2 separate regions of the Pan troglodytes genome follow, and region 1 is linked to region 2. Evidence: chromatin contacts called from public Hi-C data. All regions are on one chromosome and are shown on one strand. Each heading gives the region's core, a stretch centred on a gene start, on an enhancer-like site or on the middle of the called end of the contact. The rest is flanking DNA. Distances are from core to core; before and after follow the strand shown. Region 1 has its middle 380 kb from the start of FIGN. Region 2 has its middle 340 kb from the start of KCNH7.

Region 1 (7,457 bases), core at 4,696-7,195, 160 kb after region 2:
AACAAAGCACCCATTGATTAAGAGAAGCAAGTGAAACTTTAATTATGAAAATACTGAATCTGAATCAATACACAAATAGAAGACATTATATTTATTATTTGGAATCCATTGAAAAAAATATACAATGCCAGATCAAGGAAAGATAATGGTTTGTGAGAAAAATCTTGGCTTTAGTAATAATTCCTCCTGGAAGAAAAAAGTAATGGGAATTAATTATAGTTGATGAAGGATTAATAAATATGGTTTATGTTACGAATATCAGAATGTTTAGATAATAGTATAAAAAGGAAAACAAAACACACTTTAGACATTTTTATTTCCAAATTTTTTCTCTGCTTTTTCTCCTATAAAGGAAGTGAGGCATAAAATAATACTGTGGTAATTGGCTTATCTCAAAAAGTATAATATAAAACATACTAAAGTGATATATACCAAGTGATCTCTGATAGTTACATTATACCTCTCATATTTAATTTATATTTCCCCCACAAGTTACCCTTTTCCAACCTTTACCATTTATAATTTATCATATTTCTAATGAATTGAATCTCTTCAGTTATACATGGTTTCCAGAAATGCTTGGTAACAATGCAGTTGTTTTCTGCAGAAGTAGTTTTTGAAAAACAGTCAGAAATTCCTAAACATGCTTCTAATAAGTGTCTTGCACCCTCAGAGATGTCTCCTGAGCTGTTGTCTAAGTTAACACTGAGGAAGAAGATTTAATGGTCTGTCTCTTGAGATTTTTCTGTTGGTTCTCAGGAATGAAGAAAGTTTACAATAATGCCTTTATTAAATGCTTGTGTCATGCTTTGTTACTGTTGATGTTTTAAAGAAAGACAATTTTCCACAATTCATACTTAATTATGTTACACATAATTGTATGTGTAACAATTATCTTAAGAAAAAGAGAGGAATTTCATTGAACATCCTCTCAAGTTGTAAATAGACTGTTATTTATGCAGATACATAAACATATAGATTCCAAACATGCTCCCTCCATTATTAAAAACACTAAATTTCACTTCCTCTAGGAAAGATACTTCTTGCACTAAACTGCATGACATTTGACACCTACATATACTACAAATATCTCATGCTGTCGTAATAATTTCGTTTTCTAAAATTACTTCATCTCCATTACATACATTGTTTTTTTTTTCATCGAAATCAACATTCCTAATATTAGATTGCAAGGATGAAGAAGATAAGAATTTACGTCAACCATGCTATACATAAAACCCAGCAGATCATGAGAATGGGAGTGACTAATCCGTGCTTCAGCGTAACTTAGAGGCTTAGAACTGTATCCCACTCTATGGCGCAAGCATGTTACTTGGCTTGGGCCAAGGACCTGACTCAACCAAGCTCCCATCCTTTGAAATGAATATTTGTGAAATTTCTGTAAATGTCACCTATGAATCTACAAATTGCCCCCTGAAAAAGACATTGCATTATGTCAGTTAGATTTATTAGGTTGCAAACAAAGAAAATGACAACCTAGCTTGAGCAGAAATGAAATTTATCAAAAGGATATTGTGTAGCACACAGAAAGTATGAGATAGTTGGCCAAGCACACTCAAAAAAAGCAGCGACCATGTTCCAGGTAATAGGAAATAAACAGCAATCTCTCCTGGAAGGCAATGTTGTTGCTTTTTAAATCATCATAACATTTAACTCAAAATTCATATTCCCAGAGGAAAGAGTCCTATGGACCCACTTCGGCACATCATTGGTTAGAGGACATCAAGTCCCTTGATTTAACGTTTTCCTAAGTGGACTCATAATGAGGAAGAGTTCTTAGGCCCAAGAACAAGGGTCTATTATTAGATAGATTCGATTACATTAATTATAAATTAGATTATCTTAAATTGAATTCAGAAGAGAAGAGTTGATTCTAAAAAACAGAGGAAATATAAACATAGAGCCTTTCATTGGCCATCTAATATACCATATCAATAGACTTTTAGTAATATGGGCACATTTTTATTAAATTTAGGATTAATATTACAAATGAAAGTTCATTTTCAAGGAGTGGAAAATAATTGTGCACTGATCAAGGGAACTGGTGATTCAAAAGAAATTAGGTTCATGTACATACTTGTGTTTATTGATTTACCCTAAAGTACTGAAAACAACCAGAGGAAATATTTAGGTATACTGGATGTGCTAGGTTTTTCAAACAATTGAGAAGACTGGTGTGCTGTTTGTGACAGTAAAGCCAACCCTAAACTTCAGTGGCATATAATGTTATTTTACCCAACAAGTTTCTCCTCCAAATTGCCTCTAAATTCCACCACCAGAGAACCACTGCTTTGGGCTGAATTTTGCCTCTCTCTTTCATTTATATGTTCATTTGTTTGTTTGTCAGCACGCAAAAGCCCCTCTTCGTTACAACCATCTATCAGGAAGGCATTAATGTTGAGTGCTAGTTAAATGCCCTTCTTCCTCACAGAAGGCAGCAAGGACATCTGGGGTGGGGCAAAGTTCATAGTCAACCAGAGGAACTGAAGAGGAACAGAGAAGAAAAGTACTGGAAACAGGGAGGCTCTCCCCACCCAACAGCCACTGCTAAAATTTTTTCAAGTTGTAAATAGATTGTTATTTATGCAGATACATAAACATACAGATGCCAAACATGCTCCCTCTCTTATTTGTGTTTACTTAAATACACTAAATTTCACTTCCTCTAGGAAAGATATTTCTTGCACTAAACTGTATAACATTTGACACCTACATATAATACAAATATGTAGGTATCAATTCAATCAATTTAATAGATTTCAGTCGATTAAACTGCAAACTTGTTTCAATATTTATTTTATATAAAATCTATAGCCCTTGATTTTTATACAAAATCCCTCCCCAAGTTATTTAAATCTTTATTTTGCTTTTGCTTAAAATACAGACCAACTATTTCCTGGAGCTAATTAACCAAGACCTGTTACACATGTTGGAGACTTGACAAATCATTTGCTTTCCCTTACCTCAATTATGTCAGAACTTCTTTAATTTGACTTCAAATTATTGGCATTATTATAAAAATTATGAATTCAATCAGAATTATCTCATTGTTAATATATTGTAATATATTAATATTGTATTAACATATCTGCATTTATTAACATATTATGGTCTTTAATATGATAAAACATAGTAAACATTTCTAAAATTTTTCACCTATATCAATCGCAAAACTTAAATTTCATTACTTTTCAGTATGTTACAAAATACAATTTAACATTGTGGAATAGCCTGAATTTCTTACGGCAAAATTTTCTTTGGGTCACTGAATTTAATTAAAAGAAGGTAACAAGCTTGCACCTAAACACACAGAGCATGTTTAAGACTGTCTTCGTAATGCTTAAACACCTTCTTAAGAATGAACAAAATATGCAACACCTTATTTGTGTACATGATCTTTCTAAAAATCTCTTTTCACACACTGAATCAACTGATTATTTAGCTTTGTCATAGTAATGATATTTTATTTTTTTGATATATATATAAAACCCAAGATAAAAATAAAAATACTGTATATGTATATATATACATAAAGAACCTCTAAATAATACTTCTCAAGAGTAAAGACATCTGGGTATGCATAATTTTGAAGTTTAGTCGGGTAGTCCACAATATGCATTGTTCAAGTCTTTACAGTAAATCATATGTTGACAGCAAAGTAAAATTTCATTGTAAAAGCAAGACTAAGAAAATAAAAGTTTAGCAACAGTTATAAAGTTCCAAATAATTTTAATGTAACTTTTAAGTTCGAAGGGGAGCGTAACTATTTACTGATGGAACATTCCAAACTGCATCGCCCCAGGGCTGAGAGGCAGCGCCATTACCTATTGTAGTTTTCTTCCGTCTGTCTCTCACTGTCTAGATTTTGATTTCAGATTTGTCATTTTCTCTTCCTGAGCAGTACACTTTTTTGACAGTAGAGGGCACTTTGAATTTAGAGAAAGCTCGAGAAATCTCTTCCTGAATCTTCATTCAGAGAGCTTTTGTTTGACTATAAAGAAATAAAATACAATTTTAGTCTACATTTTAAATGATGCATATTTTTAAACTATGTGATGCAGAAGTTTGTTTCTTTTATATGAATCAGTTTTTCATTTTGTTATTTTATAAAAATACTGTAATATGAATTTCATGCAATATTGCTGTATCTAGAAAAGATTAGTGATTTAATAATATAACAAATTATGATCAATTCATGAGTCAATAAATCTTTGATTTTTCTCTAATGAAAAGAGACAATAAGGGATAAAACCCTATGTATACATTAAGTGAAACCTCAAAAAAACCACCAAAATCCTAAAATCGAAGAATAAAAATATAAAATATCTAAATGAAATCAGAGACACAAAAATTATATTAACCCAACTCACCACAGAAATATAAATGCTTTATTCTTCTTCTTTTATTGAAAACATATTCTTAATGAAATATAAATTTGTATTTAATCTTATATATCATTTTATAAAAATTCCTTAATAGTACATTGGAAAAAATATTCAATGATCTATCTGACAATCAATTCACTTGTCTTTAAGAAATTTTTTTCAAATTTTTATAAAATGCTTCAAAGTGTTGCTGAAATTTATGTAATTTATCTAAATGTAGTATAATTGTTTTTCTAATATAAATTAATAACTTGATCACATTTATTAATGTGACTATACAATCTTACTTGTAAATATTCCACTCCATTTCAAATAATCAAAATATAAAATTAATGCATTTTGAAATTTCAAAATAAACTGTTACTTCTTTAATATTCTTTTGTTACCACATCAAATAATTACCTCTTCAAATTTAAGGCACGAAGTTCTTTAACATTAAAAAAAAAAATGTATTTCCCCATTTAATTGAAACCAGTTACCCTATGTGTACAAATTGAAAATTTGAAGTTTAACTTCAAATTTGAAGTCTAGTAGTTTCTGGCCTATGGAGAAACCCTCAGTTTTGCCTTTAAAGAGTTTATACTTAAAAACAGAAGAGGAAAAACATAAATCAATTTAATTTTCCAGCAAGTGAATAATGTGCCTAAAATCCTCGTGAAAAGCCCAAGTACATAAAGAAATACATAATTTAATGGGAGAGCTAAAGTTAACGTATGTGAAATATTATAAGCTTTTGGATAGAATTTAGCAATCATTATAAGATAACCTTACTGAAGGTAAACAAGATGGCTCTAAATGCCAAAAAAAAGTACAATCAGTTTTGCCTAAGTATGTAATAGAAAGAAATCTACACTTTTAAGAAAGGTTTGTTGATATTTGCTTATCTAAATAAGGAAAATAAAGTTGCATGCTTCCACTCACCCTTTCAAAAATGTGAGAAAAAATAATATAAAGATGTATGTCTCACATATGACCTTGCCCTGTGTAATTTTCATAAGTGAAAAGCAGATAAACAGCAATTGTCACTATTCTAAACACACAGCAGCGTTCCATAATATTTATCCTTACTCCTTCCCTCATTTATTATTGCCGGTAAACTATGTATTTGTCACTAACACTAGCTGAATAGATTTGAAACAGTAAGTGTAACAGGCTCAAATGGACAGAGCCTATTATCTTTTCCCTTTTCTCTCCTGCCCTTTTATGGCCTATAACTTCATTCAATCTGTAGCTACATTTATGTTCCTTTTACAACAAAAAGGGTCATAATGCTGTCTCTGATAATACTGAAATTGCCTAATTTGTTCGTCTTCTTTCAACGCCTTGGAAATGGTCACCCTCTCCAGTTATGCCTGGGTTTGTCCCCATCAACTTTGAAAATTAAGGTCCTGTTTAGTCACTGGCAATCGCACCACCAAAACGCCTTCGGGCATTTTGTTCAGCCAACAGGGGGATAGAGGCCGAAGAGGCCCAGGTCTGGCTGGCTCAGGAAACGCACTCCGGAAGCCGCAGGCCCACCTACTACTACTAGAACAACCCCGGGTGTCATTCGCGTGCCTCTCGGTGCGGTGGGGGCGGACAGTTGCGCCAATCCCCGAAGCAAGGGAGGGAGCGGCGGGTCAGCTGACGCTGAGAAGGCGCGAGTGAAGGAATGAGAAGAATTTGCTTGCTCAGAAGATGGGAGCGATAGGGACTCCCTACTCTGACTCCTGGCGCGGACAGGCGTAGGGAAGAAGCCGAGCCTCCCCACAGCTGTTGCCACTCGGGCTGTCGCCGCGGCGGCCGCTGCTGGCTGCCGCGCCGCTGGGACTGAGATGACTGTGGCTGGGCCGGCCACGGCAGCTGCTTCTGCCTTGACTGTTGCCCCTGACCCTTCTGCTGTTTCTTCCTTGATTTTAGCATCAGCTTTTTCTTCTTCTTCTTCTTCTTTTCTCGCCCCCCCCCCCCCCCGGCAGCGCCTCTTGTAAAAAGCAGAAAATAGCCTCTACATTTGCCAGAGAGCGTGGGTGCAGGGAGGGGAGGCTAAGGTGGAGTCGTTAGGGTCTCTAACGAGGCTTGGTTCCTGGGGCCCCTCCTGTCTTTTCTCCCGCTCCGGTTAGCATTTTCCTTCCTGCGGTAGCAATGCTTTGTCAGCCTCGTGCTGGGAAGAACTCCCGCGTAGTCTCCTCCTCCTTTCCCACTTTCAAGGAGGCTTCACCCCTTCATCCCCTCCAACAAGGAGAACAGTATCAAAGGTACAAAAGGGAAGTAAATTCTCCAAGATAACTGTATATTTTGCCACACAAATTTGAACTGGGTTTCGCGTAATAGAAAACAGATCTTTTCAAGTCCTGGGACAATAAAATAAAATTCAAACGGATGGATATGGCGGGTTGGAGAACAATCAACAGCTAATTTGGAAGAGCACTTCTTGAGGATTTTCCTGACCTGCCCTTGCATGTGACTTCCCTTTTCTAAGATCCTCTTCCCCTTTCAAGGCTAAAAGCTGGGTATGATTCAGCTCATAAAAATATGTCACAGCAATTGGAATTTACCCTTTGACCTTCTACTCCCTCACTGCCACCTCCTCTACACACACACACACACACACACACACGCACACACACAGTCTGCAGTTCACTAACTAGCTCTATTTTCACTAAACAGATGGCCGCGTTGCTGATGAAAACTGCCTTTTTGTACAAGATAAAACTTCTAAAAATCTTTATGATAGGACCTATTTACAAGAAGAGCCGAAAGCCACATTTTTGATGATGCATATGTGAATTCTGAGATAGTTTGATAAATAAACAAAGCAATAAATAGATTTTATATACATAGGCACAAAAAGAAAACTGTCAGTAAATAGTCATCTTCCTTTAACACCATTCTTCTTTCTGAAATTTGTTTTTGTGGACCAGTTATGAATGATCATATTCAGTATTTAACATTAAGGAGCATATTATTTCAGGGATCCTAGTGGCTAGATTTAAAACATGCAGGAAAGGGGCAGAAAACTGAGTCTAAAATGTATGAGGAGTGTTTTCTAGTTTTTCCCTGTTCACCTTTCCA
Region 2 (6,800 bases), core at 359-2,858:
GACTTAATCCTGTTTATCCTAAATGACTCATACTGATGGTATTATTTCTCCTTTTCTTTCCATCATTAAGTCATTATATCCCCCTTCTCACAGCATAGACACCAAAAAGAAAAAAAGTCTAAGTAAAAAGGAAAAAACAATCTTTAGGATATTTGTCTGTTTTTGTTTACTCAGAAGTTGAAGCTCAGAACTCTAACAGATAGACAAAGTGTGATAGGTATACAACATGACCATTATGCAGCAGTTAAAAAGAGTCAATGAGCTGTATACCTAAAACCTAAAATGGGTACTAAAAACATGGTGGATAAAAGTAGAAAATGGAAAGTTATCTAACAATATCATTGATGTTAAAATATATCCACATAAGTCAATATCCACCTACCAAGAACACAATATAACAAATAGCTACACATTTAAATGGTTGCTCATTCAGAGAGTGGTAAATGGGATTGAGGAACGGGGATAAAATGGAATTTTTAAAAGATAAACAAATCAGCCAGCCATGGTGGCTCATGCCTATAATCCCAGCACTTTGGGAGGCCAAGGCGGGCAGATCACCTGACGTCAGGAGTTCGAGACCAGCCTGGCCAACATGGTGAAACCCCGTCTCTACTAAAAATACAAAAATTAGCCAGGCGTGGTGGCAGGTGCCTGTAATCCCAGCTACTCGGGAGGCTGAGGCAAGAGAATTGCTTGAACCCAGGAGGTGGAGGTTGCAGTGAGCCAAAACTGCACCACTACACTCCAGCCTGGGTGACAGAGCAAGACCCCATCTCAAAAAACAAAAACAAAAACAAAAACAAAACAAAACAAAAAGTTACCAACCAACCAATTCACCAATATAGGGGACTTAAATATACCAAGGACGATAATGTTTTGTGAACTAACAATACAAATGGCTGAACTTTGTTTAAACCTTATGTATAAAAACAAAAGCAAGAGCCAAACCTCAGAAGAAATAGAGTACTAGCCCTACCCACCACAAGATTTGTTTTCAGACTGCAATCATTTTGAAATATTTTCGAAGAAGCATACTATTTGAAAAAGGCAGAATATCTAAAAAGAATAAGAATCATTTATATACAGAGTGGGAAGTGAAAACTCTTGGCAAATGCAAATTACTCAACTGCTCAAAGTGGCTCAGACCCTCGTTGTCTACCAACAGATCAGACCTTTTGAAAAGCATAAAGAAACCCTTAATTATCCCATGCACATATATGTTCATTCCTTCTGCCTTGATGTGACATCTAGGTCCATAAATTGGCTTTCTTTAGATATTAATTATTTGTAGGTTATATAGAGGGTTTGTAGGAGTCTGGAAAACTTAAACACTGGGGAATTAAAGTTACTGTCAGATGTATCTCAAAAGCCTTGGGAAGTTTTTTGCTCCAAGGTGACATGAAACTGTGACAGGAGCTGCATCTCAAGCTGTTTGTCCAGCCAGACCTGGAGATTTGGGAGGCTGGTACCTGCTTTTATTTATTCATATGGAGGGTTACTGAATACAGATGCCAATGCTGACTGTGAGTTAAAGAGAAGAGAGGATAAGAGCTTAGGCTTAACCTACAGGGGACCTGAGGAATAAAGAGCCCCAGAGTCCAGCGTGGAGAAGAGAGAAGAAAGGGGAGGAAGAAAAAAGACTGAGAGAGATCAGGCCTAATGAACCTTTCCTGAAGTCAATGGGAATGGGGAAGTGGTGCCTCAGAGAGCAAGACCATACCCAAACAAAGCAGGGATAAAGTGGATCAGCCACAGTGTCACCAAATTTATCAAGAGTTCAAAAACTAGCAAATCAAAATCTGCAGGAAGAAGAAATTCTCATGCAAAGCCATACACTATGTTATTATCAAGATGAAGATATGACAGTAAACATACTACACACATATGTGAGCCCAAACAGGCATGCACGCACACACACACACACACATACACGTTTTTGATGCTCACTCAGAAAAATCTAAGGATAGATTGTATTATATGAAATAGTGATATTCTATCTTTACGGAAAAGGGAATTTAGTTATGTACTTTCTTTTTACTTCTATGACTGAAAAAGCTGAAAATGATGAAATGCTTTATACTATTATGAAGGAGTTAACAATAAAACCAGCAGGTCATTGATACCTTTCTTTCCTGGAAAATGCTTGGGAATCAAGTTACGGAAAATGCGGGGCTTGGAAGTTACCTCAGGAGAACAGAAACTGAAGGAAACCTGGGCAATGTGAGTAAAATATCTCTGTATTTACTGTAAGTGTGAAGTAAATGGATGCGTTCACCAGGAGCCAGCTAAAACAACCTTACTTCCTGTGGCAATCTTGATTATTGGAAATTGCCAACATACCACAAGCAATTTTAATTAGAGGAAACGTATCTTCTTGTCATACTTGATTTGTAAGCAAATGCTTTTTTTAACGAATATAGCATTATGACTGAGTAAATTAACTCCTGGTTACATTTGTATTGTATAGTTAAAAAAAAAATTGACCATTTGACTCCCCAGACACTTACTCTACAAAGCATGACTCATTGTGGAAATAAAATGTCTTTTCCTTTCTTTCTTTACTAAAAATCAACTTCCTTTCTTAATTTTTTCTCTAAGTCTTTATACCTGACTCAACATTGAGCAGGCCAAGAACGACACATTTTCTTTTACAAACTAGAATTAAAATATTCTCTTTTAGAAACTGCCTAATACCAAAAAGTGTGTTCCAAATACTCATACACAATGTTGCATCATTAATGTCGCGTGTAAATCTACTGCAGGACATGATAAAAGTAGCAGGCCCAGTCATGTAGAGGGGAAGAATGCTTTGGCTTGTTGTCGTAATGCATTTAAGCAATTTGCCAGGCCTCAGAACACTGGTTTACACTTTCTGTACCACAGCATTTTCCTCTAAATTCCTATTTGAATTTTTTTTTTTTTGGTTTGCTCATTTTTATGAAGAAAGTTCTAAAGTCACCTATACAGTCACCTATTTTTTACCACTGGTGTAATAATGTTTACTGTTTTATTATAATATTCTAGGCCTCTGCTCACTTCTTAACTGATACTCTCACTGTGGTTATAGTAGCATGTTGCACAGTGCCAGGAGTCAATATTAGCTGAGTAAGCGAGGAAATAAATGAAATGCATTTGATACTATTTTGGTGACAACTAATAATCTTTACTAGCAAAAAAAAGTTAGAGCAATGATCTATCATATTAACTAGATTATTAAGGTTCTGTCATGAAGGTGTTATTCATAAAATATAGTTGTAATTTTAGGGGAAGAGAGCAGAATGGAATGGTGGAAAAACCACAGACCATAGAGTCATAAAAAGTCTGTTTAAATTCATGTTTAATTTCTATAACCTCTTGGGCAACTTACAGAACTTCTCTGAGCTTTAGGTTTTTCTCCTATAAAATAGGGATTAAAAAAATCTACCTTGCTGGGCTTTAATGAGAATTAGAAATAATATGTGGAAGATGCTTGGATGTTGAACATAGAAGCCACCAAATTAAGGATAGCTATTGTCATCACTATTTTTCTTAGCAAAATTTCAACAACTGATTTATTAATCCACCTTTCCATTTTTAAATTCAATTATTTCAGATATTATTTAGACATTTAAACAGTAGGTAGCTACAAAAGGATATTTGATATCCATTTTCCTAAGATCTAGGTATTCTTTTAGCCTCCAAAGTATAAAGGCCCTTATGATGAATACCAACCCCTATTCTTGACTACCTCTGCACTTTCACTGTGTGAATGCGATCTTTGTAAATGTTAATTATTATGAACTACAGCTAATGGAATGATTATTTGTAAAAGGCATAAATGAATACTTGGGACTTGATTTAGTCATTATGCATTTCTCTTGCTACATGCAGATATGGATAGAAAGACTTTATTTTTAAAAGTTGGAAGATGGAATAGTATCAAAATGTAGAAATGGATTTTAGAAAGCCATTGGAACCCAGGGGTGTATGTAGAAAAAGGCATTGCCTACGTTGTAGGTTATGATGTTCTGACACCTACAAGCATCTGACATAGTCGACTTTTTTAAAAGTGGTGCTTAAAAGTGTTGGTATGGAACATAAGTAGATAATGCAAATATGTTAGCGACCCCTACCAACAGTTGCAATTATGCAAATTTTAAAACCTTCATCTTTTATAATTAGGTGTAGTGGACTTATGTAGTTAACTTCTCCACTGGCTAGCTCAGATTCTCTAATCTGTTGAACAGCTTTTCCCCTAAAAATAATGCACCTCAAATAGCCAAAAATATGCATTCTGCAAAAGAATGACAATATTTATGATGAAAAGGAAAGACATGACATCCTGAATAATTGTTAGTGACAAATTTCTTGTTTGTGATTTAAGAAATGTGCTTTTATAAAAACCGAGATTCTCTGACAATAATTAAGCATACTGTTGAATTGGTCATAGGAGGATGAAATTTTAATTAATATACTTAAATTCTGGAAATAAAAAAATTTTTGACTGAGTGCTAGAAGGGAAGAAGGCTGCCTATAGTAAAATTTATATAGAAACTAAAATTATCCTTATTAGGTAGATAATTTGCTTGTAGTTAATTACTTTTGAATACTTGAATCTCATTATGCATAGTAGTGAGTATACAGAACTCAATATCATTATCAGCACATAACACAACTATATGAAATACAGTTTTTAGTAGAGTTATACATATGTTATATATATAAATTATACATACACTTGAAAAACTTTTGTTAAAATTTACATATAATTATAAATATATAAAATTATATATACATATGGCATATATAACGAAATACACTAAATCTTTTGTTTCATTACAATAGAGACTCCAGATATCTGTTAGTATAGCTAAGTTTTGAATTAAAAAGTTATACTAATTTGAATAAGTTAAAATCTGAGGGATTTGCTTTCATTTTAGTGACAGGCCTAGTGTATTGGTAAACTACACTCGAGATAGGTTATATATGCTATGTTAATTTTCTAAATAAATGTCAGGCTGTACTTAAAGACATAAAGGTTATTTAACAGGAGGAAAAGGAAAAATACAAAAAGCCAATTTTAGCTTATTTTCCCATAAATGAATCAGCCATCGAAATAAGACAGGATAGGGAAAAACGGATACCATGATTTTCTAGAGAGAAAAAATATTCAATCCAAAGCATCCCAAGACATGTAGGGCTTAAGTAAAGTCTGGATAGTAGCTTTAGAAATAGGGCTTGTATTTTATTATCTAAATATTCTTCCCTAAGCATTTTATCTACCAGCTTTCTAGGGAATAATGGAAGGTGATCCAATTTGACTGGTGGAAACTGTAATCACCTGTTAGTTTAAATAATAAAGGCTTAGAGATAATAAAAGGACTTGAAATTTAGATATGATCAGTTTCTATTTCAATGATTCTCAAAAAATTGAATTCACAATTTTTTTCATTAAAACATCCATCATTTCTACCCATTTAAAAATAGGTATAAAAATATATAAACTTCTCAATACAAATTAACTTCAGTGTTATATTAGAATGTGCACACCATAGTCATTTACCATCTTTGATTACAATTACTTCAAAACATCATATTTTGTTTGGCTTTACCCTTAGATTCAGTACAGAATCCATCTCTTCCCCAATACCTCTTTTCATGGTATGAATACATTAACCACATTCTAGTAGGGAAACAGTGCATTAATTTGCAACAAAGTGAACAAAACAGGAAACAAGAATTATTTTAAATACTTTTTTCCTTCATATTTCAGTACTTCAGTTGACTAATTTTAAATGAGGACAAAATAACCCATACTTCTGCATGTCATTTGGCATGAGGAAGAAATATTAGGTTTTGAAATCAATGCAAAACACAAAACAGAAGAACTGGGTCATCAACAGAAGGTGGCACTGTGGACCAGTCTCTTAGGAGGAAGTTTGTGTTTAAGCATTTTCTTATTTCTCCAAGACTGATGATTTATATAATTCAGCCTTCCTAATTTTGCCTTTAGGTTTTTTGTTTTTGTTTTTTTACAAATCTAGTAATGAGATGGGGAATGGAATTATTTTCTCAATTTAAAGAAAAATGCAAATTTTGAGCTCACAATGGGTATTTTTATATAATTAGTTATAATAAAACCCCTAGGTACTGTACTGTATTGACAACTTAATACATACATGGTTACCACTTTTCTCCAAGAGGGACAACTTGCTGTTTTCTTTCATCATATCATGAAAAGGCTCCTCTCCTCTACTGACAGCTATCTCCCTATCATGATTTGCCTAGAATCTGATTTCTTGCTGCTTTAGTTTCTCATACACACTATTATAAGAATCTTTTTACTTATAGCCCATTTTCATGTTGCCATTATTTTGATCAAGTATTTTCTTTCAATCAGGTATCTTCAGTGGACATCTTTTTAAGCATTAGTTTAAATGTAAATTCTTACAATACTTAACTCCAACCCTATCTTAATTTCAAGGCACTGGTGTGCATGCACTCATGTGCACACATACAACACGCAGCTACTATTTCTCATTTGTCTACCCAGGCAAGTCCCATTATCTGTTCTTTAAAAATATTATGAGAATTCCTGTCAGTTATAAGGCCCTTTTCCTAACACTTACTATGTCATTCCCCCAACCCAGGCCATTGTTCACTGGTGTCAATCAGCTTCTTTAAATTTCTCCACAAGGCCCAGCTTTTTGAATAAGACTAAACCCATATTCCACCAGCATATGAGCCTACATTTTGTGGCACATGTATAAAAACTACACTTACATGATGAAATAATCAGAAAATATTTAATGATAGACTAT

What was found. Hi-C and Micro-C count contacts between places; a contact is called where the count stands out from the background.
Region 1: a Hi-C map of stem cell-derived neural progenitor cells shows a contact between it and region 2, with 3 times the contacts expected there. The contact joins two enhancer-like sites. A contact is called at or near these places in 3 of 7 Hi-C or Micro-C datasets (induced pluripotent stem cells and stem cell-derived neural progenitor cells).

Annotation. Positions count from the first base shown.
Region 1 is chr13:65,390,611-65,398,067 of NHGRI_mPanTro3-v2.0_pri, forward strand. No RefSeq gene overlaps it. Among named protein-coding and RNA genes, the nearest start is that of FIGN, 380 kb to the right of the region's middle. Within about 2 kb of position 5,946, at least 17 of the 24 cell types and tissues checked have an H3K27ac peak or open chromatin away from gene starts, as enhancers often do. A contact at or near this core is called in stem cell-derived neural progenitor cells, where this site is marked.
Region 2 is chr13:65,234,118-65,240,917 of NHGRI_mPanTro3-v2.0_pri, forward strand. No RefSeq gene overlaps it. Among named protein-coding and RNA genes, the nearest start is that of KCNH7, 340 kb to the left of the region's middle. Within about 2 kb of position 1,609, at least 2 of the 24 cell types and tissues checked have an H3K27ac peak or open chromatin away from gene starts, as enhancers often do. A contact at or near this core is called in stem cell-derived neural progenitor cells, where this site is marked.